Linked DNA regions of Sus scrofa: all the other regions are linked to region 3. A link is a contact called in public HiChIP or PLAC-seq data. All regions are on one chromosome and are shown on one strand. The core of a region is the stretch at or near the end of the contact, and the rest is flanking DNA. Distances in the headings are between cores, read along the strand shown. Region 1 overlaps LOC102167410 (5-formyltetrahydrofolate cyclo-ligase). Region 2 has its middle 18 kb from the start of BCL2A1. Region 3 overlaps FAH (fumarylacetoacetase).

Region 1 (3,549 bases), core at 949-3,448, 230 kb before region 3:
GAACAAATTCTATTACTGCAAGCCTGAGATAAAGTAACCTATTACTTTGAAATAATAGTACCTGATTTTTATATAATGTCCTTTTCCAATGAGTTCCAAGTGCTTTTTTCACTCCAACTACCCTTGTTATCTGCTTCAATAAGTCTTCCTCTGGTAAGGGAGAAACTTGCTCTTGAAGCCCTGAATGTTCCCTAAAACCTGCTAGAGCAGCTTGAAGGAAAAAGGAAGCAGAAAAAAAGATTCTGAGGATTTGCAGCTCCATCAAAATTCAGTGGAACCAACATAATAAGCAGCCACTACTGATAAATTACTATAGGGAAGGCTTTGTCCAAGGAACTAGAGAAGTCACCAAGAGAAGTAACTATTCAAACTCTCTAGGATCTAACAACCTAGACAGCTGGAAATATCCCTAATAAGTTGTGTGTGTGTGCACAATTAAATAACTGTAATAAGGGTCAGGGCAGTGTAAATAACAAGGAAAGAAGTAAAAAGGAAGGAAGCTGTGCTCTATTAGAGAAGGGGTGATATGCCCACCAGGGAGATGGCCTGTTGTACAAGCAATGAAAGGATGGGTAGGATCTTGAAGGGCCAGGATGGAAAGGCAGGGACAGAGCGTCATGAATAAAAATGCAGTGAGCAAAGGCACGGATGGGGAAAAGCATGGAGTCTGTTCAGGGCCAGGGATTGGTTCTCTTTGGAAGGATTTATGAATGAAGGAAAAGCAAGATGGCTGGAAGGATACCTTTAGACCATGTTGAGAAGGGTGCCCAATGCCATGGTAAGAAATCTACTTAATTCTACAGGGTGAGCCAGGGAACCCCTTGATGGCCTCTGAGAGGAAAGAGAAGGAAACCCATGCCGAGCCTTCAGGAAAATCACAACTCCAAAGGCATGCAGGGAAATCATAGAGAATCTGGGATGCTGGGAAAAAAAAAGTGACTAGGTCTTTTCTGCCATTTAAAAAAAAAAAAAAAAACCAACAGCTCTACATGGACTTCCCTTGTGGCTTGGCAAGTGTAAGGAGGATCCTACATTGTCACTGAAGAGGCTTAGGTTGAAGCTGTGGCTTGGGTCAATCCCTGGCCCTGGGGACCTCTGCATGCCCATGGATACGGCCAAAAGAGAAAAAAAAAAAAAGAAAAATTCAACGTGGAATATTCTTAGTTAACCAGTTTTGTTCCTTACAAAATTTGCTACAAAACTGCCTACTCTTCCCACATACTGCCAATAATATATCAGAAGGACTCCTGAGAGGGCCCTTATCAGCCAAGTCTCAGGGCTACAAACAAGACCCTGGACTCTGGACACCACAGTTATATCTCTCCTTATCCAAGAGGAAACTGGATTTCCTTCAGAGCTTTTTTTTTTTTTTTTTTTTTTTTTTTTGGCTTTTTGCCATTTCTTGGGCCGCTCCCACGGCATATGGATGTTCCCAGGCTAGGGGTCTAATTGGAGCTCTAGCAGCCAGGCTTCACCAGAGCCACAGCAACATGGGATCCGAGCTGTGTCTGCAACCTACACCACAGCTCATGGCAACGCCGGATCGTTAACCCACTGAGCAAGGGCAGGGATCGAACCCGCAACTTCATGGTTCCTAGTTGGATTCGTTAACCACTGCACCATGACGGGAACTCCTCCTTCAGAGTTTTTAAAACTCTTTAGAAAAGGTAAAACAAAAAAGTTTCTTTGTAGTAATAAAACTGTTCTGCATTTTGATTGCTGCAGTGGTTCCACAACTCTATAGATGTGATAAAAATGCAGAGAAATGTGCACACCCATACACATAAATGAGCTGACTGGAAACGGCTGAAATCTGAATGTGGCTGGTAGATGGTGCAAGGTCAGTATCCTGGTTTTGACATGGCGGTACAGTTGCCTAAGAGGTTATTATCAAGGGAAGCTGGCTAAAGGGTACACTGGCCCCACCCTGCACTATTTTTGCAACTTATTATTTTAAAACAATACATCTTTAGAAAAGCAGCTCATACTGTGACTTCCACCTCAGAAAGTCTAAAACCAAATCAGCCCAAATCTACCCTCAATCTTACCTGCCTTTCATTGACCAGAGACTCTAAAAATAATCCCCTTTTCACCGCTTGCCCTCACGAGTTCCCTTTCTAGCCTTCACACTCTTGTCCCACAGTTCGAGTCTCTGAACTTTACAGAAGTCCCATCCTATCTTAAAGACTCAGCCCATGGTTTCTTCCTTTGCCTTCGCATAAATCCACCAAGGCACTCACTTCTCCAAAATCCAGTGAGTAGGACTTCCTGTCATGGCTCAGTGGTTAAAGAATCCGACTAAGAACCATGAGGTTGCGGGTTCGATCCCTGGCCTTGCTCAGTGGGTTAAGGATCTGGCATTGCCGTGAGCTGTGGTGTAGGTCGCAGACGTGGCTCGGATCTGGCATTGCTGTGGCTGTGGTGTAGGCTAGCGGCTACAGCTCTGATTAGACCCCTAGCATGGGAACCTCCATATGCCACGGGAGCAGCCCTAGAAAAGACAAAAAGACAAAAAAAAAAAAAAAATCCAGTGAGTACTGGTGTCAGAGGGCTAGGTGCTCAGCATATGTACCCTTGGAAGGTCCCACCTCTGCAGTGAAGATTAAATGGGCCACATCTTTTCCATAGGCAGATACTGATGGGGGGAGCCAGCTGAATAAAGGAAAGATATTTCCTTGGAAGTGGCATTTTGCCCACTTCATAACTTGGCCTAAAGCTGTCCTTAGGGTTCACCTGGTTTCTTTACCCTCATTTTGCAGGGAAAAAAATATATATATATTTTTTTATTACTTGGTATATTTATTGGGAAAGATTATAAACTTTTGGAGGATATTTTTGACACAGGTGTACTGAATGATTTATATTATTTCTCGCCAACATAACCAATTAGGCTGTGCAGAGAGGAGGCTGGAAGTTATCCTATTAGCCATATGCAAGTCCTGATGTTATATCTACAGTAGGAAGAACAGGACATTATATTCAAGGTCAATTTCACATCCAGTAACTCTACATTCAGGTAACAAAAGACAATTGCTTTCAGTTCATTTCACGCAACTATTGTTATAATCCAAGAATCTAACATCTTGTTTGTAAGCAATTTTAAAACATTAATCTACCTAAACTGAATAGTATCTGCTTCCGTTTCTCCAAAATATAGCTTCTATGTTGGACTCTACATATTTTCTTCTCTGTGATTTTGGTGACTATCTTTAACAGTCTTTTAGAGGGAGGGTGTTTTAGAAGTAAGGACACCTGGGTTGTTTCCCATCGAGGCCTGTTCCTTCATCTGCAAAATGAAAGGATCAACCTAGATGATCTCCAAAATCCCTTCCAGTTCAAACAATCCCCGGTATGCTAATTAAATGACCAAAGGATACAGAAAGGCAAGAAACTGCAGATAAAACCACCACCCAGGCTAATACATTTGTAAAACACTGACATCTGCTGGAAACTGGGAAAAATACTCAGTCCACCCAAAAGCAGCAGCCTTTAAAAACCTGGTCTTAGACATCTCACTTTGAAAAACACGTTCTCAAAGACTCAAGTTTC
Region 2 (3,571 bases), core at 408-2,907, 160 kb before region 3:
AAATGGCAAAAAGACAAAAAAAAAAAAAAAAAAAAAATTAAGTACTGGGTTAACTTTGGGCAAATTGAACCATATAAATTGGAAGATATCAACCTCATTACTTCACAGCAGACTTTAATGTCTATTTACCACTTGGAATTTGGGGTTAGTAGATGCAAACTATTGCCTTGGAATGGATAACAATAAGATCCTGCTGTATAGCACTGGGAACTCTATCTAGTCACTGATGATGGAGCATGATAAGGTGAGAAAAAAGAATCTATACATGGATGTGTGACTGGGTCACCTTGCTGTAGAGCAGAAAATTGACAGAACACTGCAAACCAGCTATAATCAGAAAATAAAAACCATTATTAAAAAAATAAAGTTTATTTACCAAATAGTTTGTTTTAAGAAGCTGGAACTTTACCCATTTTATGTAGGGTCATGATTTAAAATACTTATGTATTATATTTTATGATTATGTCCTGTTTGAAACCCTCTTATGGCTTCCTTTAACTCTGGAAAAAGATTTCAAACTTTACCCTACCTACAAGAGCCAGGCTGTCTGGGCCCTGGCCCCTTCCACCCAGTTCCGGCCCTCCCTCCTATTGCTCACCCCACTCTGACCACACTGGTCATCTTGCTTTTCCTGGTACACAACGGTACCCACCGTGCCCCTCAGGGCCTCTGTATTCGAGGTTTCACGCTACTTGGAATCCTCTCCTCCAGGTATTTGCATGGTTCTCTTCCTCACCTTATTTACTTCATAGCTCTTACTTATTTGTTTGCTTATGTTTCTATTGTCTGTCTTTCCCACTAGGACGTAAGCATCCAGAGGGCAGAAGCCTCTCTTTTCACCACTGTAACTTCAGCACCTGGAACATAGTGAGCAATCCTTCAATATTTGGTGACTGAACACTTGAATGAGTGGAGAAAGGCTGTTTGAGCTTTACAGAGAGACAGAGTCTTGATGACAGCATTCCAGCTCCTGGATCCAGCCAGACCTGCACCAGCTATACTACTGGACTTTTCAGTTATATCAATCTAGACCTGAGGCAGACAGGAAGGGAGAATCTATATTCTGTGTTCGGCAGCCAGCTGGCAAGAGTGGAAAAAGCCAGCCTGGCCACTCTCCGAATCTGTAATATCAGAGATGTCTCCCAATCAAATAATAGCAATATTAGGTATGTTTTGAGAACTACTCACCTCCCTGCTCCAGAAGAGCAGCCTGAAAGGACCTCAAATAGGACTTTGACCCTCATGAAGGGGTCCTCCACCCACTCCCCACTGCCCCCTCTCCCCCAGCTAAGAGCAGGGTAGGGAAGCAGCAGCCCCTCCTTTGCTGGCAAGACTTTGAAAGTTCAGCTTCGAGCACAAGTGAATGTAGTATTTTTCAGCACAATATGGACAAGGCCAGCTTGGCTTCCTCATCCCCAGAAAGGGTCCTCCCTTTACCCAAAGTGCCACGGTGCTGCCCCTTCCTTGCCCCTCAAGACGCTGCCCAGTGGACAGGGAGGGAAAAGACTCAGTCCAGACCAAGATCAAGCGTTATCGTCCTTCATGCCCCAAGGCTTCTGGAATACTCTTCCCCTCACTCTGCCTATGCTGCCTTGAACCACACCAGGAGGCAGGAAGAGGTTCCTGCTCCATGGGGAAACCCCTGCACCCTGGCCTGAGTCGGAAGTCACAACAGCGTCAGCTGTGACCGGATCTTATAAACCAGACCAGATTTCCTCTCGTCACAAAGCCACTGTGTCTGTGGTTTTTCTTTTTCAGGGTACAGCTGTAATTAGTGCTTGGGAGTCCAAGGCCACAAGGGTCCAGAGAGCAGGGGCCCAGCTGTATGGCACCCCACTTTCCAGCAGGAACACAGCCCAGCTGAGAGTAAGGCCATGCGCTGGAAAAGACATTCTGAGACCCGGGTGCTAGTCCTAGCTCTGCCGCTAAGGTAAATCCCTTCACCTTCCAGAATTCCCTACGGGTTCATCATGATAACACCTGCCATGCATAGATGCTGTGGGGATCAAATGCACTAGTCAAAATAAGGGTCTTTCACCAACTCAAAAGTTCTGCGTCCTCTGAGCCGCTTCAATGTGCTCTAGTGACTCTGGGGTCTTTCTGGTTCAGGTTTCTCCTAACACGTTCCCTCCTTTACTCCTTCACCACACACTTTGCTGTGACATTCAGTAGCTTTGCATCGCCTGGAGCTAAGAGTCCTGATGCTGGGAGTTCCCAGGTCTGGTTTCCGGGCCTATTTTCCACACTGGGGCCTCAGTTTTTCCACCTGTAAGCTAAGAAAGTCAGACCAAGGCATTTCCAGATTCTCTCCAAGCTCCCTAAACTCTTCGATCCTTATCTTAGATCATTAGAAGGGCTTACTAGCCTCCTAAAATAAGTTGAGCAGCTTCTACTCCTAAAAAAAGGGAGGTGGGGGGGTGGGAGAGAGATGAAACAAGCTGGAAAAAATGTTGGAAATTTGTGAAGCTGGGGGAGGGGGACATGTGTGTTCTCTATTCTCTTTAATCTTGTGCATGTTAAGATTTTTCAAACTGAAAAAAGGTGCACATCTTTTTTTTTTTTTTTTTAATAGAGGCGCCATTGAATTTGAGCATCACTATGACCTTTGTTTTCTGGCTTTCTCAAGAAGTAACCAGCCTGAAGAAAGGGTACCTTCCAAAGGAAACTCCCTTCCTTTGTCATCCTTCGTATCCCCATCTCCGTGCCTGCCCCAGACAGCTTCCACAGTGGCTCCAACATCAGAAAAGCTTGGGGGATTTCCAGAACCTTCTGTTCCCACTTCCCATTTCTGAAAAGTTTTGAACTATCGCATATGTAAAGCAAAGAGTCACAGACAGGGGAAAACTCAAGTTTTTGGCCAACTTAGGGGCTTTAAGGAAGCCTCGCTGTGGGGCTGCTCGCAGGAGAACTGTTCATAGTTCAGGGTCACCTGCTCAGTTCTTCCCTCAACCAGAGGGAACTTGAAGTCACTCCCCTTTTCCAACCTGGCTAGGCTGGCAAGCCCAGTGGAAGTTACTGCCCCCACCCCATCCCCGGGGCTAAGAAAAGCCTCTGCGGGACAGGCCTGCACCTCTTCCTGCAGGAATAGAAGGGCTGGCAGGACTGCAGGGACTCAGACAGAACCCCTAACAGAAGGAGGGCAACTCTGATCCAACTGCCATCTCTGGCTCTGCGCCCTCCCTGCCGGCCAAGCCTGCCAGCTCCTGCCCATAACCGCTGATTGTGGGTCGACCTTGAGGGGCTGTGCTCTTCTTCACGGCCCAGGAGGGCCGCCTTTCCAATGACAGGACTGCAGGGAGGTTTTCCAGACTCTCCAGATGGTGCATGCAGGCAGACAAGCCTCTGGGGTCACTGGCAGCAAAAGTACCAGTTCAGGTTTTACCAGATTCTCTCAATGGTGTGTTCTATGTAAAAACAGCCACGAACTTAGACCTGAATAACTTAGGGTTTTTATCTGGTTTGGGGGGGATGGAGGAAGAATCCCGTGTCTAGTCAACATTATTTCATGGACTGTTTACCAAATGCCCGCTGAGAACCTAGCTCTGAGCTGGTGCTGAACATAAAGAGAAAT
Region 3 (3,498 bases), core at 146-2,645:
TGCCTGACCTTTGCCCTCCAGGGAAGTGACCTGGGGCAGCAGGTCAGAGCCAGATTCTCATCAGCTTTCCCCCATGTCAGGCTTTCTTTGTAGGCCCTGGGAACAGACTTGGAGAGCCCATCCCCATCTCCAAGGCCCACGAGCACATTTTTGGAATGGTCCTTATGAACGACTGGAGTGGTAATTATGGGGCGCTGGGCTTCCTGGAGCTGTTTCCTGTGCACACACTGCTCTGGGGGAAGGCTGGGTACCTGGGACACTTTCACAGATGCCAGGGATGGTCGCCTGGGCCCGGTGCCAGACAAAGGCAGCAGGTGGTACAGTGGCTGAGAGCTCAGGCTTGGGTATCAAACAGACTTCCCAGCTCTGAGCTCCAAGTTTCTTGTAAGTTGAATAAGGATAAGACTGGATGTCCCAGCTAACGTTTCTGAGCTGTTATGCTCCAGGCTCTGTGCTGAACACCCCACGTGGACTCTTCTCCTGAGTCCCTGCTTGGATCGGGCCATATTATTACTCCCCTTTTATAGGCGAGGAATGAGGCACAGAGATTTCAGCTAGTTGTGGAGCTGAAATTTCAAACAAGCAGCCCTGTTTCTGAGCCTGTGTCAACCCTGAGGCCATATACAGAGGAAGATGGGGCCGCGAGTCCCAGGAAGTGTCACCTCAGGTATAAGGATGAGCTTCCAGCCCCTTCAGGGGAAGCTGTGCTGACTGCCCTTGGGACATCTTTCTCTTTGCTGCAACCTGGCACAGCGACCTCAAAGCACCTATGTCCTTGAACCTGGGGCTGCCAGCCTGGTTGGGGCCCGAGCACCAGGGGTGGGGGGAGGCTGTGCTGAGCATCTGTGCCCCTCGGTCAAGGCGAGGAGGGACTTGGTACAAGACCCGGTCAGCGTTTGTAAGCCCTTCCCCGCCCTTCTCCTGTAGCTCGAGACATTCAGAAGTGGGAGTATGTCCCTCTTGGGCCGTTCCTCGGGAAGAGTTTTGGAACCACCATATCCCCATGGGTGGTGCCCATGGATGCCCTCATGCCCTTTGCTGTGCCCAACCCAGAGCAGGTAAGCATACCCTGTGCAGGAAGTCCCAAACCCAGGCCCCTCTGACTCCGAGGCTGTTTGCCCACCAGGCATGGAGAGGGTCTGGAGGGTAAGCTCTGTGCCCCATCATGGCCTCATGCTGGGGGTCTCTAAGCAGGCATGGCATCAATCATTCTACCTTGTGCTTTCCGTGCCCCCTGCATGGTTCTTGGAGGAAAGCGTGGAATTTTGTAAACTTCAGAATGCTCTGAGGCCATAAGAACTGGCCAGTTGGCAGAAGAGGTCCCTGCCAGAATCACCACATGGCACAACTTCCCAGGTCCCTAGGTTGTGTTCTGTGCAATGGTGCCCCCTGGAGCCCAACTGATAGATTGCAGTGTGGAGTCAGGCAGCCAGGAGTCCTGGTCCAGAGCCTCCTGTGCCCATGCCACCATCCAGGGGCGTCTCAGCCTCAGCCCTCATGCCTCAGTCCATTGCAGCCTGGCAGCTGCCTTTACCCGGTCACCGCCAGTGGTCTCACCACTGTGCCCTGTGACCTTGGTGGTTGCCTGTGGCCCTGTGCCCTCTTCAGCGTGGATGCCTCGGCATCCCCCTACTCTTCCTAGGCAGTCACTCCCCCTGGCTTCTGACATGACCTGTCCCTGTTCCCCCATGTCTCCCAGAGTCCCAGGATGCTCCAACAGCCCAGAGGGCAGCCCTAGCTGAGCGCTCAGCCTCTGCCCCTCCTCCCACCCCTCCCCTGAGCTTCTTACCTTGCTCTTGGCCTCCCCCCACGACCCCTCCCGCCCCAACACACAAGGCTCCCTCACCCAGGCCACCCGCCCATGTTCCTGGACACCCCTCAGCCCTGCCTCCGTCTCACGGAGCTGTGCTCAAGGTCCTTGCAGACCAGTTTCCCGTGAAGCTCCCGCAGGCCTCTCATGCTTGTCCCCTTGCTCCCTCCTTGACCACTCCTGCACAGCCATTGTGTTCAGTCGCTGAGACATGTCCCTTCTTCCCTCCTTGGTGAGCCCCCACCTGTGCCTTCTTCTGCAGCCCACCCCCACGGGGACTGTCTAGCCTGCTGCTGCACCCCCTGCTCGTCCCCTCCAGGCTCCATCCCTGGTCCAGCTCTCCGTTCACAGGCGCCCCTGTACCGTTGCCAGGGCTCTCTGGGCTCCATCTCTCTTTACGCCAGCCTTTCCTGAATACCATTACATGCAACTCTCATGGCTCTTGCCAATTCTGAACTCTTATTTCTTTAATGCCTAAAAGCAGCTTCCATTTGAAGACTTTTTTTTTTTTTTTTTTGCTAAAATTTTTAGGGCTGCACTTGTGGCATATGGAGGTTCCCAGGCTAGGGGTCTAATTGGAGCTACAGCTGCTGGCCTACACCACAGCCACAGCAGCGCCAGATCTGAGCCGCATCTGCAACCTACACCACAGCTCACAGTAATGCCGGATCCTTAACCCACTGAGCAAGGCTAGGGATCGAACCCGCAACCCCGTGGTTCCTAGTCGGATTTGTTTCCGCTGCACCACGGCGGGAACTCCAGCTTCCATTTGAAAATTCTAACAGTGTATTTAGAAAAGGAACTTTATGTCCCATTGGTATCACTTGCCACCAAGTTCAACCTAAAAAGAAAGAGAGCTATTAAAACCAAATCACCCTATGTTATCTCATGTACCACTAGATTCACATATTGCTCTTTGGGAAAACAATGCTTTTGGCCAAGGTGCCGACCTTCTGGCCTGGCTGTCGAATCTGCCTCCACAGCTGGGGCCTGTCCCTGCCGGCCACCATCCCTTTCTGCTGCCCCGGCCTTTCCCACGGGCCTTGCTTTTTCCCCCATCTCTGACCTTCCCACTGTCTGCACCTTCCCACTGTCCCCATCTTTCCCACTCTCCCCACCTTCCCACTGTCCCCCTTCCCACTGTCCCCACCTTCCCATTGTCCCCCTTCCCACTGTCCCCACCTTCCCACTGTCCCCCTTCCCACTGTCCCCCTACCCACTGTCCCCACCTTCTCACTCTCCCCACCTTCCCCCTGTTCCCACCTTCCCACTGTCCCCACCTTCCCACTGTCCCCACTTTCCCACAGTCCTCACCTTCCCACTGTCCCCCTTCCCACTGTTCCTACCTTCTCACTCTCCCCACCTTCCCACTGTCCCCCTTCCCACTGTCCCCACCTTCCCACCATCCCCCACTTCCCCAGCATGCTCCTTCAGCTTTTTGGGGACCTCTCTGATGCGGCTTCTGTACCTTTGACCTGCTGCTGCCTCTTCCTCGGCTTCTTTCCCAGAGCCCAGCTCATATGACCACCCTCAGCCCTCATTGTCCCGGGACACAGTGCTGGTCCCTGGAGAGGAGCGGCCTCTTCATCCTCAGGTCCTCTGTGCCTGAGCACCGTGGCTCTGCTGCAGGCCCGGCCTGGGCCAGCTCAGCCCGCCTGCCCATGACTCTGTGCTCTGCTCTGCCCTCT

What was found. HiChIP or PLAC-seq counts read pairs in DNA pulled down with a chosen protein or histone mark.
Region 1: an H3K27ac HiChIP or PLAC-seq map of alveolar macrophages shows a contact between it and region 3. The contact joins two enhancer-like sites. A contact is called at or near these places in 1 of 47 Hi-C or Micro-C datasets (embryonic fibroblasts) and 1 of 2 datasets of contacts at active chromatin or transcription factors (alveolar macrophages).
Region 2: a contact with region 3 is called in an H3K27ac HiChIP or PLAC-seq map of alveolar macrophages. The contact joins two enhancer-like sites. A contact is called at or near these places in 1 of 47 Hi-C or Micro-C datasets (embryonic fibroblasts) and 1 of 2 datasets of contacts at active chromatin or transcription factors (alveolar macrophages).

Annotation. Positions count from the first base shown.
Region 1 is chr7:48,837,718-48,841,266 of Sscrofa11.1, forward strand. The region is part of intron 2 of LOC102167410 (5-formyltetrahydrofolate cyclo-ligase); the gene reads right to left. Among named protein-coding and RNA genes, the nearest start is that of BCL2A1, 58 kb to the right of the region's middle. Within about 2 kb of position 2,199, at least 1 of the 83 cell types and tissues checked has an H3K27ac peak or open chromatin away from gene starts, as enhancers often do. A contact at or near this core is called in alveolar macrophages, where this site is marked.
Region 2 is chr7:48,914,369-48,917,939 of Sscrofa11.1, forward strand. No RefSeq gene overlaps it. Among named protein-coding and RNA genes, the nearest start is that of BCL2A1, 18 kb to the left of the region's middle. Within about 2 kb of position 1,658, at least 13 of the 83 cell types and tissues checked have an H3K27ac peak or open chromatin away from gene starts, as enhancers often do. A contact at or near this core is called in alveolar macrophages, where this site is marked.
Region 3 is chr7:49,073,031-49,076,528 of Sscrofa11.1, forward strand. It overlaps FAH (fumarylacetoacetase), which reads left to right. Exons shown (of 14, transcript XM_003356648.4): 8 at 81-180; 9 at 928-1,058. Among named protein-coding and RNA genes, the nearest start is that of TRNAK-UUU, 7.1 kb to the left of the region's middle. Within about 2 kb of position 1,396, at least 4 of the 83 cell types and tissues checked have an H3K27ac peak or open chromatin away from gene starts, as enhancers often do. A contact at or near this core is called in alveolar macrophages, where this site is marked.